Regions from separate parts of the Mus musculus genome. Here regions 2 and 3 are each linked to region 1. Evidence: chromatin contacts called from public Hi-C and HiCAR-type data. All regions are on one chromosome and are shown on one strand. Each heading gives the region's core, a stretch centred on a gene start, on an enhancer-like site or on the middle of the called end of the contact. The rest is flanking DNA. Distances are from core to core; before and after follow the strand shown.

Region 1 (3,994 bases), core at 560-3,059:
AAACAAAAGCACCCAGATTTAGCAAAGGTTAGCCCTCTTTCAGAGTTGCTTAATACATTTTTAATAAAGCTCTCAGCCACCTCTGGAACATTTACCAGAATATTTGGTCTTCTGTTCATATTCTTGAACATATGTTAGGGATTTCCCTGAAGTAGGTACTCTATCAGTCAGATAATGGTCTTTACTGTTCCAGTACGGTTTATTCCACAGGCAAGGCATGAAGCCAAGGGGTTTGTAGTTGCAGTGTGGCTTTGAGCAACAGACCCAAGCTCCAATTCCCGCTTGCTAGCTGAGAAAAAGCAGACAAGTGCTCATGCCTATTTTCTCATTTACAAAGATGCTAAGGGACGAGTCAAGCAAAGGCTTAAACACTGTAGAGGACATGGGGAGTGGTCATAAGCAGCATATGTGTATCTGTTGTATAAGCTGAACACTCCTCAGAAAATCCTACCCAGTCCAACTAAAGTTGAGCCAGCCAAGAACCAGTTCACTTACATGGAAATTCATGAAAACATTAGCCTAGTAAAATGGCTGTCTGGTCTGTAATTTATCATCATCATCATCATTAATTAATTAAACCTGTAGGTGACTTTTCTCCATGCCTCTGATTTCCAAATGGATGGGATTTTATAGTGTTTTGTTGTTATTGGTGGTTGTTGTTAAGGTAGTAGTGGTGGTAGCTGTAAGTGATGGTTCTTTTTATTTTTGTTGGTGGTGGTGGCTGTTAGTGATGGTTGTTTTTGTTGTTGTTGTTGTTGGTGGTGGTGGTGGTGGTGGTGACTGGTGGTTGTTTTTGTTGGTGGTGGTGGTTGTTGTTATTGTTGGTATTGATGATGGTGATTGGTGGTGTGTGTGGTGGTGGTGGTGGTTGGTTGTTGGTACGTCTGTGTGTGGTATGTGTGGTGTGCGTATGTGATGTGCGTTCATAGGTTTAGTCATTGTGTATTCACCAGTAGAGGCTAGAGGTCAATTTGGACTGTGGTTACTAAGGGGTTGTCCATCTTACTTTTGAGACTGAATCTCTTATTGGTCTGGATCCCATTCATTGTGCTAGACTGGGATCTGCCTGTCACTGCCTCTCTAATGCCAAGATTACAAGCACACACCACCATGTCCAGCTTACTTATGTTGGCTCGAGGGATCAAGTTTTCATTTTTACAAGGAAGACACTCATCAAATGAGGTATCTCTTAGCCCCAGAGCTGTACAGTTTTAAAGCACTCACGTTTATGGAAAATCTAGTGAAGCCATCAGGTAAGGAAAGGGCTAGCATAAGCATGGAGAGGAGCCTCTAGGAACACAGGCACTATTTAACTATCCTTATTTCTGTATCTTCTCTCCTTCCTAGCCTCATTTTTTATTCATCATTAAAGCATATTGCTTTTGAGAGAGCATACTTTTTAAATTCAGGAGCTCTCAACAATAGTTACACTTTAAATATCATATATGGCATTTACAGATATTTGCACACACACACACACACACACACAGAGTCTCATTCATCCAAGGCTTTCTAGATCTCTGGGACTGATGAGGTATGGGGTGAGCGGTGGTAGGGAATACCTACTGTTTTACCAAGGCAGGTTTATAAACCTAGGGTTGAGAACCACATTGGATAAACTACTTGTGGGATCTTCAGATTTATATCTGGAGATTAAGTGGGAAATCTTCTGTTTAAAAGGAGTAACTTTGTAGGTGGCATGATGCTAGCCCAAGTCTTCTGCTGAAAATTACATCTTCCATAGGATGAAGCAGACCATGGTCCAGCCAAACACTGTTTAAATCAAAACACATGTCCACAGCTGGGACAAGAGCATTAGGACCACCTAGCTGGATTCCATTGGAATGAGTCTGTGTGACACCATGCCAGCATAATTGTAAACAATCTCCCTAAAGAAGTTAGATGAAGGAGAGCCAAAAACCCAACCGATCAAACAACAACACAAACTTCCATTGGATTTAACTCAGTTTTCCAGAAAAACAAAACAAAACAAACAAACAAAAAAAACTTACACATCATACACACCACAAACCCTTATGAACAAACACCACCAAATATTAGAAACTGAAACCTGAACACATTGACACGAAGCCCCTATTTTCCTTGACCAATGCTTTCAAGTTTTCTTTCCCTTCCCCCACTTTTAATCCCCAGGATTTATAGCTCATCTCTGGCACCAAAGCAGGCACATGTTTACTGACTGATCTCACAAGCCACATGCATCTGCAGCTAGAGACCTTTTTAAATCACGCTTCTCTTTTATTTATCATGGTTTCCATGGCAAGAGGAAAATAAAGGGAAACTATGTTTAACAGCAAAGACAATAAAAGAAGCCACAGATCTCAACCAGGCGACAGCCGAGGGTAAGCTAGCTTCCCTTATGTGGATAACGCTGTGTTGCTTGCACCAACCAGATGGTTAATGCTGACTCTGGGGAAGAATCGATGTAACTCATGATCAAAAGCTACCCTTAGGACAGTCTGAGGGGGAGCTTGGACTTTGTTTCAGGCTTCTGTTGCCAAGATTTCCATTCAATGGACCTCAAGAAACCATAGAAGCCAACAGGGACTTCAGGACCAGAAATTTAATAATTAGTTCTAGCCCAGGTCATAAGCCTGGGTGATTTCTTTCATCAAACAGGTACCTTGAATTGGGGCGATCAAGAGATTACACCAGCTCTCTCCCTTGGGCTGGAGTCACAGGTCATACCCTAGAATAACCTGAAGAGTTGGGTTGCTTCATGTCTATAGCAGATAATTTCAAAGCTGGGTCCTTCCCACTCTGAGAAATCTGAGACACCACCTTTCATTCCTGAGATAGCAGTGTACTTCCCCAGTTTTTATTTTGTCACCTTGCATTCAAGTGCCTTGGCCCATATCAGTCACAGCCTTTTGATGTCCCTCTTTATAAAGGCACCAAGTACCAAGTAGTGCATTCTCACCACCATCTGACACGGGGGTAGCAGTCTCCTGGATCCGCCTACAACTTCACCTTCCTCATAACACCCCAGAGACCAGCGGCTGGAAGAAACAGCAAGAGCAGTGGTTTCTAGTAATTTGTTTCATTTTATTTTTTTAAGGGAGGGAATTCCCTCAGTGGACTTACCTAACACTAAAATGGTCTTGACATTAGACTCGCCCCACATTCTTCATGGAGGTGCTTTTTACACGACTTTTTATAGCAGTGGCTTCCCCTCTGTCTAAAACATCAAGGGAAAACCCCAGATTCTTTAACTCACCTACATCTCTGTATGCTTTCTGAGGTGATTAATGCTTAAAGCCACATCCTAGTTCGAAGGAAAGGGGCAGACAGATGAACTGGAAGAAAACACCATTTATTTCCCAGCCCCCTCTAGGCTCAGTGATGTAAAAAGTGTAACTAGTTGATAAAAATCTTTAAAATCTTCTAACTTCTAATACCTGAGAACCAAGAAGCAGAAGACATTGTCAAGGGAAAGAAAAGACTCCTTTTAAAAAGAAATTGTGTGCGTGTGTGTGTGTGTGTGTGTCTGTGTGTGTGTATCTGTGTGTGTCTGTGTATCTGTGTGTGTGTGTCTGTGTATCTGTGTGTGTGTCTGTGTGTGTGTATCTGTGTGTGTCTGTGTATCTGTGTGTGTGTATCTGTGTATCTGTGTGTGTGTGTGTGTGTGTGTGTGTGTGCATGTAGACACTTTTCCACTTTTCAGGCATTGCTTTTCTCCTTCCACAATGTGGGTTCGGAGATCACAAGCACCATTATCCGCTGAGCCACTTGGACAGCCCAGAAGAGATACTTGGTGGAACGCCTTAAAGAAAACAAGATACATTCTGGGGCTGGGGAGCTGTCCCAAGCCTGGGAACGAACTCACCAGTAAGGTCAGCAGCTATTCAGATAAAGGCCCAGCTCTCCTCTGCCTAAACTTGAACCTGTGGATGGGTTTTACCCTAAGGGTGGTTTTGAATTCCTTCCTCCCTGTCTTGAGGGTTCATACAGCAACACTTCACACCCCCACCAA
Region 2 (3,994 bases), core at 561-3,060, 310 kb before region 1:
CTGACATCCTAGTTTCGTGGACAGGGGAAGACGAACTCAGAGACACCATGCTCACACTCCATAGCTGGTGAGCAGAGAACCAAGCCACACCCAGCATCCACCTTCACCAGCTATGTGTGCCCTCCATCTTCAGCGTGGCCATCCCTTCTCTTCCAAGTCCTAGCATCAGTTTCATCTATTCAAGCCTTACAACACCTTGAGGCTTTTTCCTTTTGCAATGCCACTGTGAAAATAATCTTCCTAGAGTAAAACAAAAATAAATTTTAACCAAACAACCATACAAAGTAACAAACCCAAACAATATCAACCCTAATCCTTCTGCTCTCAGTTTATGGTCTTTAAGTCTGTGTGGTTGTTATTTGAATAAAGCCGTGTAACAGGGCATGGGGACTCACCCTCGTTGTCACTTCAGTACTTTGGAGGATGGCTGGGAGTTGGAGGCTGGCCTGGGTGTTGTCCCATCTTGCTTTCCTCTGGCTGTGATAAAACACTGACAAAAAGCAATATAGGGAGGAAAGAGTTTATTTGACTTAAACATCTGGGCCACGGTCTATCACCGTGGGAAGTCAAGACAGTATCTCAGAGCAGGAACCTGGAAGCAGGAACTGGAGGAGAGCCATGGAGGAGTGCTGTTCACTGGCTTGCTCACTCAGGACCACCTGCTCAGACATGTCTCTCTCCATACTGGGCTAGGCCCTCCTACATTGATCATCAATCAAGAGAATGCTCCATAGACTTGCCTATAGGCCAATCTGATGGAGACATTTGTTCAATTGCACTTTCCTATTTTTTTTAGATGACTCTGGCTTATGTTATGTTGATGAAAAAAACTAACCATCAGTACTATAATAGCAAGTTCCAAGCAAACCCGAGCCTCACAGTAAAACCCTGTGTCAAGTATATATATAAAACCTCACCCCAAACCAAACCAAACCAAACCAAACCAAACCAAACCAAACTAAACCTTGCAAAACCAAACCAAGCTTAACCAAACGAAACCAAACCAAACCTAATGAAAGCAAACCAAATCAAATAAAAATAAAACAACAAAAACGAATGCATGCTGTTTGAAGTGTGCTATTTTATTTAGGAATCTATCAGATACATTCCTCCTATATTCTTTCTTAATGTATCGTCAACGATCCAGGCAGTGTACATGTATTTTAAGTCACAGATAGCTCAAGTAACTGACTCAGTAAGTACTCTACTGTTGCACAATTCTGTAATTTCTAAGACCTCATTATCTGCTCGACACACGGATGAATCTCTTCTGTATGTGCACTCTCCTCTGTGTGTTTAACTCAGCTGGTTGTAGATTTTTAGCTTTTGTAGTGTCCTGGCAGTCAAAGCTGAGTTAGATGGAAGGCTAAGGTTCAGAGGGAATATTTAAGGACTGGGGATATAGCTGGGTGGAAGAGTGCTTGAATTCAATCCCCTGTACCAAACCTGTTAAGTTCCTCTCAGTACTGTATCACAGGAAATAGATATCTCAAATGTTTGAAACAGAATCGTAGGTGTCTATGTTTTAGGATAAATGTGAAGGCATGATTTGTACTTTCACAAATAGTAGGTACATTTTTCATGAGAAGTTGACTCTCTGTTGTGGTGAAAACTTTCAAGGTTGCTCAGGGCCACAACGAGCAGGTGAATCCATAGAAAGGTCAACCCGGTGGCTGAACACATCCTCTGTGGCACAAATGTTTTCCTTTTAAGTCTGGTTCACATCCCACTTGCTGTGCAGTCTTGGGCATGTTGGCTAATGCACTGTCTCCACCCATCAAATGGGCCCATTGTGGTGAGCATTTAACCTTAAGAGAATGTGAGTCGGTTGGAGGATGCGTGCAGGCCACTGTCATCTGTCATATTGTTCTGCTCATCATCATAGCCATCTCCCCTCCCTGAAGGGTCTGTGTGCAAAATCCCATTCTCACCCTCTGTGTGCAGCTCCTGAAGGCCACCAGGGATACATAGCTTTTCTTGGAAAGGCAGCCAATGAAATGGTGCCGTGGAGCCTGTTATTTTCTGGAAGTGCCAAAGGGAGCTTATGGTCTCCCACTTTCTGTAGGAGAGAAAGGCAATCTGGGTGCCTCTGAACCAGCACAGTGGAAATCAGTGGACAGATTTGTGGGTTACTTATTGTCTCTCTGCTTTAAAGTTTTTAAAAATTAAAACATTTAACGACAGCCCTATATCCAGATTTCTTCAAGTATTCTTGGTGCCACGCCAAAGGGAAAGAGGAAGGAGTCTTACTGGCTGATGTAACTGAGTCTCACTGAGGTGTTCAGGAATTCCAGGGATTTAGATGCAGCAGGACTGGGGGGCCAATCTGTTACTCAGTCTCTTAGCTGAGCTTGGTTCTGAGTTATCTTTGTTCCAGGCAATGATGGGTCAAGCTCAAGGCATACGGTGCCTTCATAGTTAATAATTACAGCAATGAAAACTGCCTCTTTTTTTTTTCTGACGATCCAGAAAGGCCCCCAGGGAAGATTCTAGTTGGGTGAACTCCAGTTCCATTCATTCCTGGTGTAACCAGTGAGGAAACGTTCACTCCGATTGGCTAAATATGGATTATTGTTTGTACTTTCATGGAGCGTGTAGAGATGGGTGGTTCTCCAAAGAGATGCTGAGAAGACAATAGGGAAGGGAAGCAGAAGGAAAGGAATGGAAAGAAAACAAAAGAGAGAAAGAGGAGGAATACATGTAACTACTACTCAGAAATTCCCACAGTTAGGTAACTTATACCAGAGCTATGTAATACCTCGTGGAAGCTTAATTCATGAACTTTTCTTTCCCCCACCCCCACAAGGGTGTGATTTTTCAGTGAAGTGTTGTTTTCTTGCACCTGAAGCGTCAGTATTTGCCGTGACTGCTGCTTCTTGGAGCTCAGGGTGTCATTAGTAGCATAACAGCCACGCGGTGTGGCTTAGCCTTTTCCCTATAGACAGATGCTAAAAATACCCAGAGCACTGCAAACAAGCAGGGCGTGCCCACCTGGGATGGACTCTCAGCCACTAAGCCGCCTTAGCCCTGGCTCTGCAGGGAGAGGCACTGGCTCTGCTAGGACTCTGTTGATAGAGGAGACGAGGGGGCTGCTGGTGGAGGAGAACTGTGTGGAGGAGAGGAAATGGGGGAACCTGATAACACTTTTTTGTTTGCACTGACTTTGCTGTTCTCTGTAGACTTGAACTAAGATGTGTCAAGAGATCAGAGCAGTCCCCGCAGCAGCGCAGATTAGCTGGGATTTAAACTAAAACTCCTTAACCAAGAGGTCACCTAGACTTAAGCCTCCCGAATGTGTCCATGAAGAGGCCCAAGGAGCACAGCATTCAGAGAAGGTTAGTGTGCATGCTGATCAGGGCCAAAGCTATGCCTCAAGAACCAAGGAAAATTCCAGAGCCTTTCTGTGGAACCTTTAGGTGGAGTTGAACCATACAGAGAGCCAGGGTCATCTTAATTCAAGTGTGCGCCTCTCTTCTGTGTCTGAAGAGGTCAAGAGTATTGGCATCTTATGTTGAACAGCTATAGTAGAGAGCCTGCTTGCTTGCTAACTGGGTTGTCTTATCATGCCAGTGAGCTCTTGGGGTTTTCAAAAGCTAGCCAAGGGATTACATGATATGCTTAGACAGGTTATGGAAATATGTGACTCATAGCAGATCTGACCTTTCATACACTGTTTGGAATCATCTTGTGCCTATTTAACAATATAATGAACCCTACTTAGCGAGAACATGCAGGCCACGGTGTTGGCTGATTGAGTGGGACTGACTTGATGTTTCTAGAGAGATGGTCATAGAAAGGAAAAACAGAGGCGATCAATGGCCCTTTGGTCTTAACAATTTTATTTAAACAATTCCGTGGACACCTGGACTTGTCCCAACTTTTATGTTTCCCACTGGCAACTGCCACTCGGATGATCGATTGCCCAGAAGTTGTTCTCAGAACCATCTTTCCATTGGCCTGGGATTTAAGTGAAAAAGTTAGTCCTCAAAGGATA
Region 3 (3,994 bases), core at 490-2,989, 260 kb before region 1:
CCTGTCCTATATGTCTGCCTTCCACTTAAAAAGGAAAGCATACAACATACCAAATACCAGATCCCATTGGCAGATCTGGCTGAGAGAAAACAAAAAACAAAACACAAAACAAAAATGATACTGCCTCCTGGGAATTGGTTCTTCTGAGAATTTGTGATGCTATGTGCAATCAATACCTCGAAAGATTTTGGAGTCAAGTCTTCGTTTTTCCCATGAAGTGTTAAAAAATGTTCTTCTGGACTCCTCTGGTATTAGAGTAATTGGAGCTGTTACAGAAAGGTGTCTTGCTGGTTGTCAAAAATCAATGTCCCTTATGTAAGGTCTTCATTTTGAGGTATTTGTAGTCCATTAGCCAGACACATGAAAAAGATCACAACCACTGGAAGGAATCTTTAGAGCTGTTTGTTTCACTAGGGAAAAAAAAAACCCTGAATTCAGGTTGCCTCTTTCCCTTCAACAGGTGTCATCCTGGGAGCAGTGTGTGGCGGGCTGCTTCGCTTGGCATCGCCCATCCACCCTGATGTGGTCATGTTGATAGCCTTCCCGGGGGACATACTCATGAGGATGCTGAAGATGCTCATCCTCCCTCTTATCATCTCCAGTTTAATCACAGGTGAGAGCTCCTTCCCAGTGCCTGCCCACCTATGGCGAAGCCCAGTGCTGGCTTCCGGGGATCAAAGTAGACTTTCTTTATGGCTGAGTCAGTGGACTCCACTCTATATCATTGCATCTCTGATGGCTTTCCTGTCTCTGAAATAGGAATCATTGATCCTAAAAAGAAAGACAATAGATCTGTCACTCACTTTACCTTTCCTTCTAACAGTCAAGGATTCAAAGGAACAGCCATGTATTGAAAGTGATACTATCTTGCTATTTCATTTTTAATATTCTCAGCATATTGGAAGATGATAGAGATTGTAAATGAAAAAATACACTGCTTTTATTATTTACTTGGGCATTTAGGAAGATATGAATTGAAAAGAGATTAAATGCTAGACATGAAAGCTGAAGGTGTTTTAATAGAAAGATATACTTAATATGTGATAACATTCTTTCTTATATTTTTTGGCTAAAATAATTCATTGATTTGATTTTTTTTCCTATGTTTGAACTCATGCTAATAATTTTTTTCATATAAGACAATGTTATTGGAACAGGGCATGATGTATTGCTTAGTGTCCAGTTTGGAGTTGATAGTGGGGGGCTCCAAGCTGGTCATAGCTAGTTGCCAATGAGTTTGGTGGCCTTCAGAGCTATCCTCTGCACTGATAGACTTGGAGGTTCAGTGACTCCAGCTGACTCCCACACTGGGCCAATTGTCCCATCCTTACACCAGAAACACTAGCTTTCAGGTTTAAGTGTTCAGGAACCTGAATTTCTTATCATTAAGCTTTGGGGTTGAATGGATCCGTGCTTCTCTCCAGACCAGAGAAGATGTTTTCAGGCCTATTCAATATATTATATGCAAGCCAGCCTGGTAGAAAGACCCGGCTTCCTTTGCCCAGATTTAGCCTTTGGGTTCTAGAGAGAAATTGGTCATACATGGGTCACATTAATTCAGAGAAATCCACACCAACATCCTCCCTAGCATGAAAAAAAGGACAGATCCCCAGAAATGGGTTCTATCTCTCCATTTAGTAAAGGTAGGAACTGAAACCAGGAAGTAGGCACACTGAAGAAACAGCTGGAGAAAAAGCCCCAGCGGAGGCTGAGGTCTGTATGACTTGACTTGGAGTTTCCTCTGACTGCCCTCAGTACAGATGCTGCACATAGTGCTGGCAGCTGCTTCTCATATGTGCTCTCCAATAGCCACATGAGGTTAGACATGAGAACCACCATGCTTCAACACAGGGGTGTGGGAGGATCATGCTGGGTCTCCATTTCAGTCTCTTGTAGTATATTCTAAAGACATTTGACCATGACCTTGATGTCCCAGCTTTTGATTCTCCTAAATGAGGACAATGAATAGTAATAATAACATATGATCGAAATGCTATCCTTGGCTTAACCATTGCTTCAGAGAAGACCATTGAAGGTCATGAAAATGGAAAAGACATCATTATCTTAGACTTAAAAATGGAAAACTCTTCAATATTATTTTCACATATATACTAGTGATTGACATTTAGGTTGAAATCAGCGATATGTAAACTATGAGTCACCGACTCCCCAGGTTCTCAAGAATCTCAAAAATAACCCCAGAAAATAGAAATGTAAAGTGTGGAATTTGGTCACATATTTAGTCAGAGGAGTGCTAGTTAACCACTAATAGATCTGAATGATAGGAAGCCAGGGGGGTTGTAGATGTGTAGAGATGGGGACATGAATAGAAAAGAACAGAACTGATCTTTGTGGATTTCTTTTAAACCCAGGGTTGTCAGGCCTGGATGCTAAAGCCAGCGGCCGCCTAGGCACGAGAGCTATGGTGTATTACATGTCCACGACCATCATTGCCGCCGTGCTGGGGGTCATCCTGGTGTTGGCCATCCACCCAGGCAATCCCAAACTCAAGAAGCAGCTAGGGCCCGGGAAGAAGAACGACGAGGTGTCTAGCCTGGATGCCTTCCTGGATCTCATTAGAAATCTCTTCCCGGAGAACCTGGTGCAAGCCTGTTTCCAGCAGGTAACCCAAATCCCCGGGGTTATCCCTGTCCAATCTCTCACCTCATCCGTGATGATTCAGAGACCGTTTCAACTCTGATAGCAGTTTTCTAAACGTGCTCTGATCTCTGTCAGGCTTGAGTGTTTCGTGATATGCTCTGGAGTATTCTAAGGCTAGAATCAGATCACCTCATTTCTGGAATATTTGTTGCCTATAACCTTAATATCATTCTGAGATTCACCTTTTCCTTTCTTCTTTTTGCTCCTGTCTCTCAGTTGCACACAGACACTCTTTTACCGGTCTTGTTCACAACCCTCTAAATTGCCCAGTGCTTCTCAACACTATTCTAAAGCTCTGTGTCGCCCTGAAAGGAAAAAGTGCCTGACGTAATCTGTCCTACAAATTGAGAATCTGTAACTCATCCTCAAGATAAGACAGGGGAGTGAGTGTAATTTTTTAGTTGTGAAAACATCACACATCTATGATCCTAGCAGTGGGAAGGCAGACAGGAGAATTCCTGGAACAGTGAAGCTAAGTCTACAAGTTCTAAATTCACTGGGAGATGCTGTCCAAAACATAATAAGGAGAAAGACCAAGGCAGATGCTGATATCAGCCATTGATTGGCCTTCACATACACTTGCACACACATGCAAGCACAACCCCACAAGCTTATAACCTTAAAAAAAAAACCATATAATCCTGCTAAATTAAACTACCTAATTACTAGCCCAAAACACACTCACTGTTCGGTTTTCTGACTACAGAGCCAGGTAAGATTGTCACACACCTCAGATCCCATTAGCTCATGAAAAGACTAAACTGGAGCCTAAACTGGAACGAAGAGTTCTTCAGTCATTCTCAGGCAAGCACTGAAGAATGAAGTTATAAGACAGACAGCTTAGAAGAAAAATCTGATTTCCCACCCTTAAAATGCAGTGCCAAATACCACTGAGCCCACATTATATCAAGCTGGGATGGGGTTTTTTTTTCTAATTTTTAAAAGAAATTGTGAATATATAAAATGAGAAATTTGCTCATCATCTTGATTTTTTTGATCAGTGACAGTATGTTTGGAAATATCCCATATGTATGTATTCACGTATGGAAACATCCCACTATTATATACTATAAATACGTATAATTAAGTCAATGAGGACTTAGGTTAAAGAACCCCATTCCAGACTGGAAGAGTAGGAGGAGGAGTGACTAGAAGCTAGAGAAAGGAATCTTACTGAGGTCCCCTGTTCATGTGCTTGCTAGCCTCGCCTCGGAGGATGGTGTTTCTTGCTTTGGAGTGGTAGATACAAGTAGCTGCTTTTGAATTTTGAAATTTTTGAAATGTGTGCTTTGGAGCTATGGATCCTAGGAAATTTGCTAAGAGAAAAGAGGTG

What was found. A called contact is a pair of places that touch in the nucleus more often than the background predicts. HiCAR-type assays count read pairs that join an accessible place to other places.
Region 2: a contact with region 1 is called in a HiCAR-type map of Th17 cells, with 4 times the contacts expected there. The contact joins two enhancer-like sites. A contact is called at or near these places in 6 of 484 Hi-C or Micro-C datasets (B cells, bone marrow-derived macrophages and embryonic stem cells), 4 of 115 datasets of contacts at active chromatin or transcription factors (CD8 T cells, Th17 cells, embryonic basal ganglia and 1 more) and 2 of 9 other capture datasets (adipose tissue and macrophages).
Region 3: a Hi-C map of bone marrow-derived macrophages shows a contact between it and region 1, with 42 read pairs. The contact joins two enhancer-like sites. A contact is called at or near these places in 1 of 15 datasets of contacts at CTCF or cohesin (CD8 T cells), 8 of 484 Hi-C or Micro-C datasets (B cells, bone marrow-derived macrophages, embryonic stem cells and 3 more), 8 of 115 datasets of contacts at active chromatin or transcription factors (CD8 T cells, T-cell acute lymphoblastic leukemia, Th17 cells and 5 more) and 2 of 9 other capture datasets (embryonic stem cells and liver).

The regions. Positions count from the first base shown.
Region 1 is chr2:102,996,247-103,000,240 of GRCm38.p6, forward strand. No RefSeq gene overlaps it. Among named protein-coding and RNA genes, the nearest start is that of Gm34483, 57 kb to the left of the region's middle. Within about 2 kb of position 1,810, at least 66 of the 459 cell types and tissues checked have an H3K27ac peak or open chromatin away from gene starts, as enhancers often do. A contact at or near this core is called in B cells, CD8 T cells, Th17 cells and 1 more, where this site is marked.
Region 2 is chr2:102,690,786-102,694,779 of GRCm38.p6, forward strand. The region is part of intron 1 of Slc1a2 (solute carrier family 1 (glial high affinity glutamate transporter), member 2); the gene reads left to right. Among named protein-coding and RNA genes, the nearest start is that of Slc1a2, 34 kb to the left of the region's middle. Within about 2 kb of position 1,811, at least 20 of the 459 cell types and tissues checked have an H3K27ac peak or open chromatin away from gene starts, as enhancers often do. A contact at or near this core is called in CD8 T cells and Th17 cells, where this site is marked.
Region 3 is chr2:102,737,317-102,741,310 of GRCm38.p6, forward strand. It overlaps Slc1a2 (solute carrier family 1 (glial high affinity glutamate transporter), member 2), which reads left to right. Exons shown (of 11, transcript NM_001077514.4): 3 at 461-613; 4 at 2,373-2,623. Among named protein-coding and RNA genes, the nearest start is that of Gm13872, 7.4 kb to the right of the region's middle. Within about 2 kb of position 1,740, at least 28 of the 459 cell types and tissues checked have an H3K27ac peak or open chromatin away from gene starts, as enhancers often do. A contact at or near this core is called in B cells, CD8 T cells, Th17 cells and 1 more, where this site is marked.